Linked DNA regions of Mus musculus: region 1 is linked to region 2. Evidence: chromatin contacts called from public HiChIP or PLAC-seq data. All regions are on one chromosome and are shown on one strand. Each heading gives the region's core, a stretch centred on a gene start, on an enhancer-like site or on the middle of the called end of the contact. The rest is flanking DNA. Distances are from core to core; before and after follow the strand shown. Region 1 overlaps Banf2os (a long non-coding RNA gene). Region 2 overlaps Gm33648 (a long non-coding RNA gene).

Region 1 (6,078 bases), core at 897-3,396, 250 kb before region 2:
ATGCTGCCTTAGTTGGCTCAGTTTGCTTGAACAGCAAGCACCCCACTTCTCACAGTTCTGAAAGTTCAACTTCCGAGGTCGAGGTGTTTCATCACAGCGATGATACCCTAAGTAGGACAGCTGGACTGGGTAGCATGAGTTTGTAATGCCAGCGCTCCTATGGGAAGACGAGAACTGGACAGGAGAATGCCTGGAAAGTCAGGGGCCAGCTGTCCTGGCTTAGATAGCAATGAGCAACAAAGCATGTGTCACAGAAGGGCTGGGAGATGATGGTTCACTAGGTGATGTGCTCGTTAGATCACAGCGGAAGGACCTCAGTCTAAATCCTACAGAAAGCTGGTGTGCTGGCTAGTTTTCTGACAAAAGCTAGAGTCATCTCCGAAGAGGAAAACTCAGTTGAGAAAATGCCTCCAGAAGATCAGACTGCAAAACAGGAGGAGGCAGCACACACCTTTAATTTCAGCACTCAGGAGGCAGAGGCCCCTGTAAGTTCGAGGCCAGCCTGGTCTACAGAGCTAATCCCAGGACAGCCAGGGCTATTCAAGGAAGAAACCCTATCTCAAAAACAAACAAACAAACAAACAAAGAAACAAACAAAGAAACAAACCAACAAAAAGAATCAGGCTGCAGTTGGCCAGGTATGGTGGCATGTACCTTAAATTCTAGCACTTAGAGGCAGAGGTAGGAAGCCAGCTGGCCTGCTATGCATATGTGTCCATGTGTCCATGTGTCCTTCCTTCCTTCCTTCCTTCCTTCCTTCCTTCCTTCCTTCCTTCATCTCTCTCTCTTTCTCTCTCTCTCCCTCTCCCCCTCCTTCCCTTCCCTCCCTTCCTTCCTTCCTTCCTTCCTTCCTTCCTTCCTTCCTTCCTTCCTCTCTCTCTCTCTCTCTCCCTCTCCCCCTCCTTCCCACTCTCCCTCCCTCCCTCTCTCCCTCCCTCCCTCCCTCCCTTCCTTCCTTCCTTCCTTCCTTCCTTCCTTCCTCTAAACCTCTTTGAAACAAGGTCAGTGCCTTGTTTATTTCTGTCTCCTGCCCTTGCTATAAGTTGTTGTTGCATAAACCTGCAGAAAGTTGCACTGTGATCTTCCCAGCTCATCTTACAGAGGCTCCTCACTCTGCCATCCCCACACTTGCTTCCATATGGTTTGTTGTCTCTGGTAGCTCCTTCAGGCATGACATCCACCTCATAGTTAGCCACTGATTTCCAGTTCTTGACCAGAACCTGGTGCTCTGCAAGTTCCCTCTTAGTAACACTTATACATCATGTTCATTTTGGGGGCTCCAACTTTCAGAAGCCTCTCTGCCCACCAGAAGCTCATTGTCTGACTCCCCTGACTGCTTGACACACAGAGTGCAAGGCAGGTAGTCTGGGACACAACCCCAGAGATACTTGTAGGAGAGAAGCAGGGAAGCGGGGTTAGTAGCAGACAGAGGTTCAGCTGCTGCTGTGGGTGACATGAGCTTCATAAGACAGAAATATCCTTGGAAAAGGTGTAAATCACCCTCCTTACAGTCATCCCCGACAAAGCCAGGGCATCAGTGTTAGTCAGGATTCACTAGAGGGATAGAACTGACCGGGTGAGTAGACATTACCAATTCAATTCGCTTATGTGATAGTGGGTAGGTAGTTACAATGGCTGACTTCACGCTGGAGAGGCTGAGAACCCAGTAGCTGGACAGTTCATGAGGTTAGATGCCCCAGCAGTTCCAGTGATGCTGAACACTGAATGGTTTCTGGAGAGTCACTGTTGAGAGCCTGAAGAAGCTGGAGTCTGATGTTTTCTGAGGTTGGCAGCAGCAGCAGCAGAGTAGATGCATTCACTATCAAGAAGCAAAGGCTGGCTAGCAATACTGTCATCCCCCCCCCCCCCCCACTTCCCCTGGCCCTGGCCCTGCCTTAGGACCTCTTAATTTCTGGATTGCTGTGAGAAGGTGCTGCCACTCAGTTAATCCTTCTTAGAACCACAAACTCACCTCCAAAGGCATATCCAATCAGATGGACAGTCAAGATTATCCATTATACCAACACCTTTGCAGTCGTTGGCTGGGGATTCCTCTTGGGAGAAACAGATACTTTAGTATTCCCAATCCTAAATTTGCAGACAGTCTTCTGTGGTGTGATGAGAAAGCCCTAGGAAGAGGCAGCTGGAACTTGGCAGGAAGTCAGTGAAATGGCAGAACGGATGGAGAGGAGTGAGCTCCAAGAACCTCTACCCCTGATCTTGCATGTGCTGTGATATCTGGAGATGAGCATCTCTTTTGTGACTCTGAGTGATAAGCAAGAAGATGGTAAACCAACACACAGAAGCTGGTGCTGTGGGGTTGATAGGAGGGAGCAGGAGGGGGGTAACCATGGTTCTTAGTGTCACTGGCAGCTACACTAAACTGAGCCACATTCCTAGTGCATGAAATAACTGTGTCTGTAATTCTCCAAGCCACTGTTACTGCGGTGTCCTGTTACGTGTTGTTAAGTGAATTCTGCTGGAAACAGAGCTATGGAATGAAGAGTTGGGAAAGTCAGCCCAAGCAGCTTAGTAGACTCCGACACACCCGCCGTCTCAATGTTTGCTTCAAGGGAAGTTGAGATGAGATTCTAAGTAAATGCTTGTTAATAGACAGCTGAAACGGTAACAGGCTAGGTACCACCAGTGCAGGGTGCGCCAATTTCCACGTGTTAAGGAATTCAGTTCTTATCCCTTTGGCTAATGACCATGTACTTTGGGTCTCCTTTTGTCATCTGATTCCACATTAAGACACCATCTGACATTAATTGTTGGTTTCTCAGATCCTCTGCTATTCTGGAATGGCTCAAAGGTCACTAATAAAGTCTTTTGGCCAATTTATTAATAGTCACAGCTATTTTTACTTCTGCTTGTTGCGGTGCAACACTGTGTAGTACTGGAAGCATAGGGACGCTGTTTTCCTTTGGTGTCTTTTGTAGGAGCTGGGTGGGGGAAAGGGTTATACAGGACGTCTTGGCATCACCAGGATAAGTAGCTTCGGGGCTGGGCACAACTGCAAATTGCCTCCTTGTCAAGATCCCTTTGACAAGGGAGAAGGCAAGTGTGAGAAATCCAATTCAAGCACACAGGGAATTCGTTGACTCCAGTGATAAGACTCCAGCAATAACGCTCACGCAAAGCTGGCTCCAGCGGCTCTGGTGGGGCACGCACCCTCTCTGCTCTGCGTTCCTCCCCTTTGCTCTTGGTTTCTTTCCACTTCTCTCTCTCTCTGTTTTCTCCTTCTCATGTGCACACACACACAAACCTCATCCTACCTTGCTTCTATTTACCTTTATTCCACTCTATTCCCATGCCATGCAAAATGGCAGCCACGCTTCTGGTTGTTTCCACGTTTTCTGGGTAGCCTTTCCGCGATCCTCTAGCAACTTCACAAGGTCCCAGATTGGGCTTCCCTGAGTCAATCATAGTGATCAAGAAGATAGAAGATTCTGATTGGTTGCCCTGGGTCAATGCCTGTAGCAGTGGGTCAGTCAGGAGAAAGATAGTGGCTAGAAGGGAGTCATGGGTGGAGGAACATCCAGAGCAGTCAACAGAAGGTGGACACGGATGCATGTGGAGTGACTGCCGCTGCCACTACCGTCTCAGACCCACAGATCCAAATTGGACAGCTAGAAGTTCGGCCCCCAAAGCAACCAGCATGTTTAACCCTCTGACCCCTCTGTGAGGAAAGGGACAAACATGTAGCCGGTTGAGACTATTTCGGAGACAACGTCTGGGCACTGGCTCTTTGAGAGACACACCCAGGGCATGGGGCTGAATCCGTGAAACGGGGAAGGAGCACTGATAAAGGGGGCATGTTAGGAAATCAGGAAACGGGACTCCCGTGCCCCTCCCCCAGACCTTCTGAGAAGTGACACCAAATTGTATGATTCCAAACCAGGTGTGGTAGCGCACACCTGTCGTCAGCGCCGAAGCATCGGGAAGAGTTCAAGGCCCACCTGGGCTGTTTGGAGGCTATCCCAGGAGTCATTTGTGGCCCATCTGACTTGGATGAGTGTGAAGGGGGACACAGCGACTACTCTCAGACAGAGAGATAGATGCAAGAGTTCAAGAGGCAGCTGTGGGTAACGCCTGGCCTGGCTTCTGATGTTATAAAAGATCCCAGAGCTGGCCTAGGCCTCGTGACTTTCTGCAGTCACCCGTTAATTGCTACCTGTGCGTTTGGCTCAACCCTTACCAGTGGGGCACGCAGCAGCCCCAAAGGCTTCGGGGCTTTCATACCTTACAGGTTCTGGCTACACGGACTGGACTGACTGATTTGTTAACAGAAAAGATTTTGTTTCCAGGACTGTGGATTCTATGAAACTCCCACCTGAACCCTGCTGAGAAGTTCTTGCTAAGTTGCTTAACTCACTTGCCCGAATGAAAGAGCTGGGCAGTTCTCCGGATAGTTAAAACCTTTAAGACTCTTCAGAAATAGACACAGGGTGAGGTAAACCAGAGCCCGATGCACCGGAATGTTCTTCAGATCAACTTTTGCCTGTGGAACTCATGATAGAGAAGCATTTCCTGTTATAAATGGAAGCCTGGCTATAGTGGGGCCACTTTGCCAACCCCCAACAAACAGCCAACAGCCTCTCATGCAAGCCAGCCTCTTCATTTTTCAGATGTCAAAGGGGGAGAGAGATATCTTTTCACAGGCATGAATGCTTCCAAACATCAGTTCTTGAAAATCAAAGGACTGGAGAGGGCTTTGACTTTTTTGCTCTCAAGTGGGCAGAGCGGAAACCTTGTTGCAGGATGGACCAGGACAAATGGTTGTTGAGCTCAGATGTGTATTGATCTGGCAAAAAGACAACTGAAGCTTTCCACCCGCTGCAGAGATATTCCTGATGCAGCTGTGTGGCCATGGGCAAATCAATTACCCTCTCTGGGATCCAGGTGTTTGCTTAGAATTGTGAGGATTAATCAAGTGGTTGACTTGAGGTCCTGATGCTGCCCCTGTCTTCTCCATGGTCAATTACACAGTGATGCCACCTTCCCCAGAATTCTTAACACAATTATCCAGGAAGTCACTAGGGGAGCAACATGAGCTGGCAGGAGAATTGAAATCTGAGTGTCATCCTTTAGCCCTAAATTGTCTTTTGTGAATGTGCAAACTGCAGGGCTATAAACTATACCCATCAGTCAAATCTGAACTTGCTTGGTCACTGGGGCACCTCTGCTTGTTCATGTCAATAAAGTTTTATTAGAATGGTCAGATTACATTTCCATGCTGCATGAAATGCTAGTTTTGAGCTGCAGTGGCAGAGGAGGATCGTGGTTGGGGCGGAGACCCTTCTCTTTGGCCTGAAGAGGCTGAATATTCACTGCCAGATCCTGTACAAGGAAAGCTTGCCACCTTGGATATAAATCTCTTTCCCTGGCTCCAGCCTTTCCTTCAGGCCACAATGAGGCTCTTCTTCTTTGTGCCTGAGATCTTTGGAGCTGAGCAATGCCCCAAGGGCTTATGGGCTCTTGGCATTCTTGAGTTGAGAGGAGGGAAAGAGAAATGCCAGGAGAGAAAATAGGAGGAATGAAAATGTTGTTGGAAAAGGGTGGGAAGAAGATGGTGGGGGTGGGGCCTCCTCTGTGTTGCGTCGGCAGGGTTATGCTTGGGTTTAGAGATCTGCTCAGTCTGGCCTGATGCCCAGGCTGGGACTCAGCCACCTCTCTCAGCTCTGAGTTCCAGGAACCCGGCCTAGCAGGCCCCCTCTGGCTACCATGGAACTTCGATGTGGAAAGCCCTTGTATTTTTTCCTGATGGAAATGACAGCCTTTTCCTGGTCTCTAGAAAACTACAAACTCCAACATGAGCAGGCGGGTGCCTTTGCTGGTATCTAGCTGTTGCTCCTAAAGCCATTTGCTGGAGGACCATATTTGGCTTATTCCCTGTGGGGTCCATCCCTTGTCCAGATGAATGCTGTAGCCTTCTGTGGCGAATAACACACACACCCACACACACCCAAATCCCTCTTTTCCAGAGACATCAAGCATCCTTTTTTAAGATCTGTGTGTTCTGCTGCCCAGGGCTCATACTCAGGACTTGCTTGGTCACTGGGGCACCTGGGTAGTCAG
Region 2 (6,220 bases), core at 724-3,223:
TGCAGGCTTTGTCAGTTCCTATGGTGTAAACACCCTCACTTCAGGCTTTGTCAGTTCCTATGGTGTAAACACCCTCACTGTGACTGACTTCAAGCTGCTGCTGCCAAGCCAAGCACACAGCAGGTTCCTGCAAGTTTAGCAGTCGACTCTCATGAGCTGCTCCGAAGCATCTCCAGACCAATGACAGCAGATGACTCAGTCAAATCACGTCCGCTAAGCAGACTTGGGCTCCTTGGTTTGGTGTCTTTGTGATATCCTGGAATACAGCACAGAGTTTACTAGAACAGCACACAGCAAACCCTGGATGAGTGGCTTGTTCAGATCCAGTGTGCGTCACCATCTTAATTTTCTGTTGCTGTAACACAATACCTGAAAGTGGGTAATTTATGAAGAATAGAGGTTTGTTTCAGCTTCTGGCTTTGTTTTTGTTGTGTCTGCTTTGACACTTAAACACTGAAGCCAGGGCTTTTCTCATGTTAAGTGCTTGTTCATTTTACCTAAATGAGCTATAATTCCAGTTTTTGGTTTACAGGTTAAAAAAAAAAATCTTTTGTTATTTTTGAATGATAGCTCGAATTTATTTTCTTCAAGAACAGGCATTTGATAACCAAACAAAACAAGTAGATTCTAAGCAAAGGCTGACAGGAAAATGATTGGGTCCTCACAGTGTAATAACTGCTTCAGGAAGCTTCATCAGAAGGGACCCAAGCTTAGGTAGAGTCCACTACCTTTTCTCTCATAAGGCTTAGGGGGACATGGTGCATCATGTGGAAAAGCTAGTCAGGATAGTGGAAAATGGAAGCATGAGGCTTGTCAGGAGGTGCAGCAGTCAATCCTCTGGGTCTCCAGCTGCAGGCATATCTACAAAGCCTTAGTATATAGGAGAGACTGATAGGACCTCTTACACGCGTTCTCGCGACCGGCCAGGAAGAACGCAACAAACCGGAATCTTCTGCGGCAAAAGCTTTATTGCTTACATCTTCAGGAGCCAGAGAGCAAGACCTTCTTTTTTTGTTATGCTGGGGCTCCAGGATTGCCAGAGCCGATGGGGTCACTCCCAGTAGTCATCACAGCCACCAGGAATCAACAGGACCTGGCCTACTGTGGTTGATAATAACAACCACTGAAGCCTCCAGGACACCCTCACCACTTTCTGCAGCGTGCATAGCTCCTCGTTCATCTCCCTCAGGCCATGTCTTGACTACTCCCACCTTCTCTGCTGGAAGTCTTCTAACCTACTCTCTTCTCCCTAGTCTCATGGTTCTTGAAGCTGGGAAGCGCAAGGGCATCATCTACCTCAGCAGAAGGCCTCCTGCTGCTCTAACCTGCAGAGGAAAGCTGGAGAAGAAGTGGGCATGTGCAGAAGACAAGACAGTGATACCAGGCTGCAGAAGCGCTCGCTGCCTTATTCCTGGGAGATAGGCGGTTCTATGCTCATGAGGGTCTTGTCCTGGGACACATCTGCTGATGAACCCTGCCTCCAGATGCTGCCAGATGCTGGTGGAGGAGGGAGTTCTGTGGCAGAGCATTTGCCTAGCACGCACAGGGTCCTGGGTTTCATCCCAGCACTTCAAAAAGCAACACAACAACAACAGCAACAACAACGAAGCGAAGCGAATCTTCTAAATATTCCAAAATTTGGACTTTGGAGGACACAATTGTGCCTTTGCTCTCTCCCCTGGGAGAAAACACCCTCTTTAATTATCCTTGCTAGGTCATATAGTTAGGGTCACCAAGGACAGTCCAAGAGCGTTTTAGACACAAGGGCCACTTACAGCTCTGCGGCTGGGGTGAAGACTGCTGTGTTCAGCAAAGGCTGACCACAGAACAAAATAAGCAACTGGAGTCAGCCTGGATGCCGACTGGGTTTTGTTTTAGGCTCATATCTGAAAAGCCACAGCCTCCTTTGAGGAGGCCTGGGATGTGTCCTCGTCACCTAGAGATCGCTTCCTCCCTCCCTCTCAGCCCTTTTCAAGGGACTTAGTTTTTCCCTTTCTCATGTCTTATAAGTACAGCCATTCTCCTGCCTGCTGCAGATACCATGTGACCAAAGATGTATTGGTGCTCTGTTCTTTTATAGGTCCTCTAATGATGAATGATGACATAAATCTAGCTATCAATGTGGGGAAAAGTGGAGAGCAAAGTATATTTCAATTTGAGACTGCTGCTAAATTTGACTCTGCCCTTTGAAACAGTTCAGTCAGCGAAGCTGGAGTGCGAGGCCAGGCCCTCCTCTGAGCTGCTGATAAGAGCGAGCCCAGGCAAGGCTTTATCTGTGGTCACATGGTCTCTAGCTTCCCAGAGAAAGTTTCAAGATGACCCTCCCAACAGCCAACAATCTCATCTTTCATTTTGAGTTTCCAAGGTTCTCTCACACCCCCTCACCTACCCCTGCCTTTTGAAACCAGGCTTCGAGGTGTGTCAGAAGTTTTAGTAGTTGATGAGTGAGATACTGGATCGCTGAGTTCCTGTGTAGCTAATGGGAAATAGACGGGATAAAAAGAAGGCTTAACAGAAGAAAGCTTAAGGCAGGGATAGTATCTAGGGTTATGGACAATGTCCAAGGAAGCAACAAAATACAGCCAAGTGCCCAGGGAGGAGTGACAGTGGGAAACACAGAGAGAAACTAAATATAATTTAGGGGGGAGTTTAAGTGTGAGAGTTGGGGATTAGAGCTTAGTATAGTCTCCACACAACCCTTCCTGTACTCCTGTGCAGGACTTGAAACAGCTGATGAGATAGGCAGCATAGGATATCATTCTTTCAATTTCAGCCAAATCGAGGCAGAGGATCATCCTTGGGGTTGTTCCTTTGTGAAATATTTCAGTCAGTGTCATCTGATAGCATGGGGAAGTAGTCCTGGATAAAACATATAAACAAACAAAATCCAGACAAACAAACAAACAACCTTCACACCGTAGAGTCCCCCAAAGCAATGGCCACCTCCAATGTATGTTTAAGTTTGTTTTGTTACGTTTGCTTTTGTAACCGGATGCCGTGTTGGTCTGGCTGGTTTTGACCCCACTCCCGCTGTGTAGCCACAACTGCCTTGAACTCCTGATTCTCTTTCCTGTGAGTGCTGGGATTGCAGGGGTGCAGCAGGACAGCTGACTGTGCGTTTAAATGTGAGTGTGCCTTTCCATCAGAAATGCCTTCCCAGGTGTCTGTGCTCAGTTCTGGAGGATCCATCTTCTAACTGATATAAAGCAAGGCTTGAAAGAGTCTCTCTAATTTTTTTAAATTGCATTCTTGTTTATTCATTTTATGTGCGTACGTGTGTGTGCGCAGGTGTGTGTGTGTGTGCATATCACAGTACAGCTATGAAAGTCACAGGATAACCTTTGTGGGAGGGTTTTCCCCTTCCACCTTGTGTGTTCTGGGGCTAGAACTCAGGTCATCAGGCACCTTTGCCTGATTGCCATGAATCAAACAACCGCTTTTATTCCCCTCAGACAGGGTTTCATTCTGTGGCCCCCCTGGCTTGAAACTTGCCCTCTGGACCAGGCTGACTTTGAGCTCACAGGGATCTGCCCGCCTGCCTCGGCATCTGATTTAAGGCATTGAGCATCACATCCATCCAGCCTAAAGTGTCTGCTTACAATGTCTTCCTTTTTCATTTTTATTTTAAGTGTGTGGGTGTTTTGCCTGTATGCGCTGCCCATGGAAGCCAGAAGAAGAGTGTGGGATCTCCTGGGACTGGAGTTACAGATGGTTGTAAGCCACCATGTGGGTTCTGGGAACTGAATGTGGGTCCTCTGCAAGAGCAACAAGTGCTTTTCACTGCCGAGCCATCAGTGTTACATCTTAAAGAGAGGTACAGAGCAAAAATCTGGTTAGCAGGGGGAGATTGACATTCACAGAAGTTAGCTGTGAAAGAGGCTTCTCTATACTCAGCCAGGATGGCGAGGCCTGTAGGGACAATGACACATCTCTACATCTCAGAGGCCCTGGGTAGGGTGACTCTTCCTTCACAGCCAGAGTGAGGATGAGTTGGTGTGAACATCAATAACATCCTAAGGATGTGTCCCATTGTCTTATGTGCAAGAAGCACAAGACTTGATATCGCTTAAGAGCTCCAGCGTGATAAAGTTATATGGCAGACTGAAACAGTGCTCATAGCTGTCAGTGGCGTTGTGGTTGCTGAGGCCACTCCATCTGGGGCATCCGTGGATCATTTCTTGCATTTTTAATTGTTACTAAGAGGTATTTGCTGGGTTGGAGAGATAGGTCAGTGGTTAAGAGCACTGACTGCTCTTCCAGAGGTCCTGAGTTCAATTCCCAGCAGCCACGTTGGTAGCTCACAACCATCTGTAATGGGATCTGATGCCCTCTTCTGGTGTGTCTGAAGACAGCTACAGTGTACTCATTCCTATACATAAAATAAATAAATCTTAAAAAAGAAGAAGAAGGAGGAGGAGGAGGAGGAGGAGGAGGAGGAGGAGGAGGAGGAGGAGGAGAAGGAGAAGAAGAAGAGGAGCAATTTGCTTTACAGTTACTTAGGGATGTGGCCCCTGGCCAGTTTATTAAGCTCCAGTGGATGGTTCCTCATCCATATTATATAAGCAGCATTGATAGACTTGATGCATTATTTGTTTATAGAAGGAGGAGGAGGAGGAAGAGGAGGAGGAGGGGAAAAGGAGGAGAGGAGGAAGAGAGGAGGAGGAGGAAAGAGAGCTGGAGAGATGGCTCAGTGGGTAAGAACACTTGTAGTTTTTACAGAGGACCTGGGTTCAGTTCCCAGCACCCACATAACTCCAATTCCAGGGGATCTGACACCTTCTTTTGATTTCCATGAGCATGAAATATGTACATGGGGCACATACAAACATATACACATACATACATACATGCATGCATGCATACATACATACATACATACATACAGGTAAAACACCCACACAATAAAATAAAATAAATAAATATTTTAAAAGGTAAAAAGAAGACATAAGTTGGGAGGGAGTCTTGGAAGGGACCTGGGAGGAGGTGAAGGAGGTGTGAGGGTTACATAAAATCAAAATACATTGTCTATATATATATATATATATATATACATATATATGAAATTCTCAAATAATATATATGCATATATGTATAATTATACATCTATTTGTTATCATCACAATTTTCCTGAAGTTCTTGGGATCTGAGGTTGTAATTTTGTCTTTTGTTATAATGTTAAACTTACAGAAAACTTGAGGGAAGAAGTGAGGGGCTCCCTCTGTACCCCTGACCAAACCCATCATCTCTTTACACGTTGGCTGACTTGCCTTGTTAGTCTATGAATCTATTTGTATGTGTCTAAACTCCATCCCTACCTTTTTATTCCCAACCCAGTGTGTTTCCAAAGGACAGCTTTCACATGTCCTAAATACAGTGATCAAGATAAGGAGTTTTAAATCTGCTTTGATATAATTCGCTAGTCCACATTCCACATTCAAATTTCAGCAACGGTTGCAGTAACACTCTCACTCTCTCCAGTATTTCTTGTTTTCAGCATCGTGCGTTCCAAGAGGCCAACTGTCCTCACGTAAATCTGGGTCATCTGATCCTCCAGTTGGTCAAAGAGAATAGGAGACATAGCATCATACTGATCGCTTTGTACTGCTTGACTCTCAAGTTTCACTTTCCAGAAGCTTCTTGGAGTCAACTGTGCATGTACAGTTGGAGTGACTTCTGAGTGTGATGTCACCCTTCATATTAACTTACCACTCCCAGGACACTGAGCATGCATTGCTGTAAGTCCTTAGACTTGGGGCCTGGTTGGACCACGGGCTACATTAAGCAGGGATCTTAAAGCCAAGAGTCTTCTAGTCTTTCCAGGCTTTCCCGGGCAGGCAGTCTTGCCTTCCGAAGTGGTACAATCTGCCAGGAAGGCTTCAAGCACTGCAGCTGGGCATATGCCTGCTGCCCTCTGGTGGCAGACAGCTATATGTGGTGGGAAAGGATGAGAGCAAGCGTCACAGGCCAGGCAGTTTAAACATCAGACTTCTCCTGGCCTAGGGGCTGGCCATCTGACATCGAGGCGTCATAGGGGCTCTCTGGTTGTCTTCTTCCCCTGTGTGCCTGTGTTCTAATCTCCTCCCAAAAGGACACCAGCCATGAGAAGGCACGCCCTATTATCAGTTATTCCTAATTGCCTTGTTAAAGGTCCCATCTCCAAGTGAAATGGCATTCATGTGAGGTGTACGGGGTGTGAGTGGGCTGGGGGAGGTACAATTTA

Evidence for each region. HiChIP or PLAC-seq counts read pairs in DNA pulled down with a chosen protein or histone mark.
Region 1: an H3K27ac HiChIP or PLAC-seq map of heart atrium shows a contact between it and region 2, with 5 read pairs. The contact joins two enhancer-like sites. A contact is called at or near these places in 1 of 115 datasets of contacts at active chromatin or transcription factors (heart atrium) and 1 of 9 other capture datasets (macrophages).

The regions. Positions count from the first base shown.
Region 1 is chr2:144,119,944-144,126,021 of GRCm38.p6, reverse strand. All of the region lies in intron 2 of Banf2os (a long non-coding RNA gene), which reads left to right. Among named protein-coding and RNA genes, the nearest start is that of Gm5535, 66 kb to the left of the region's middle. Within about 2 kb of position 2,146, at least 59 of the 459 cell types and tissues checked have an H3K27ac peak or open chromatin away from gene starts, as enhancers often do. A contact at or near this core is called in heart atrium, where this site is marked.
Region 2 is chr2:143,867,179-143,873,398 of GRCm38.p6, reverse strand. It overlaps Gm33648 (a long non-coding RNA gene), which reads right to left. Exons shown (of 3, transcript XR_375039.4): 3 at 583-2,859. It also overlaps a transcript of Bfsp1 not described here. Among named protein-coding and RNA genes, the nearest start is that of Gm33648, 7.0 kb to the right of the region's middle. Within about 2 kb of position 1,973, at least 40 of the 459 cell types and tissues checked have an H3K27ac peak or open chromatin away from gene starts, as enhancers often do. A contact at or near this core is called in heart atrium, where this site is marked.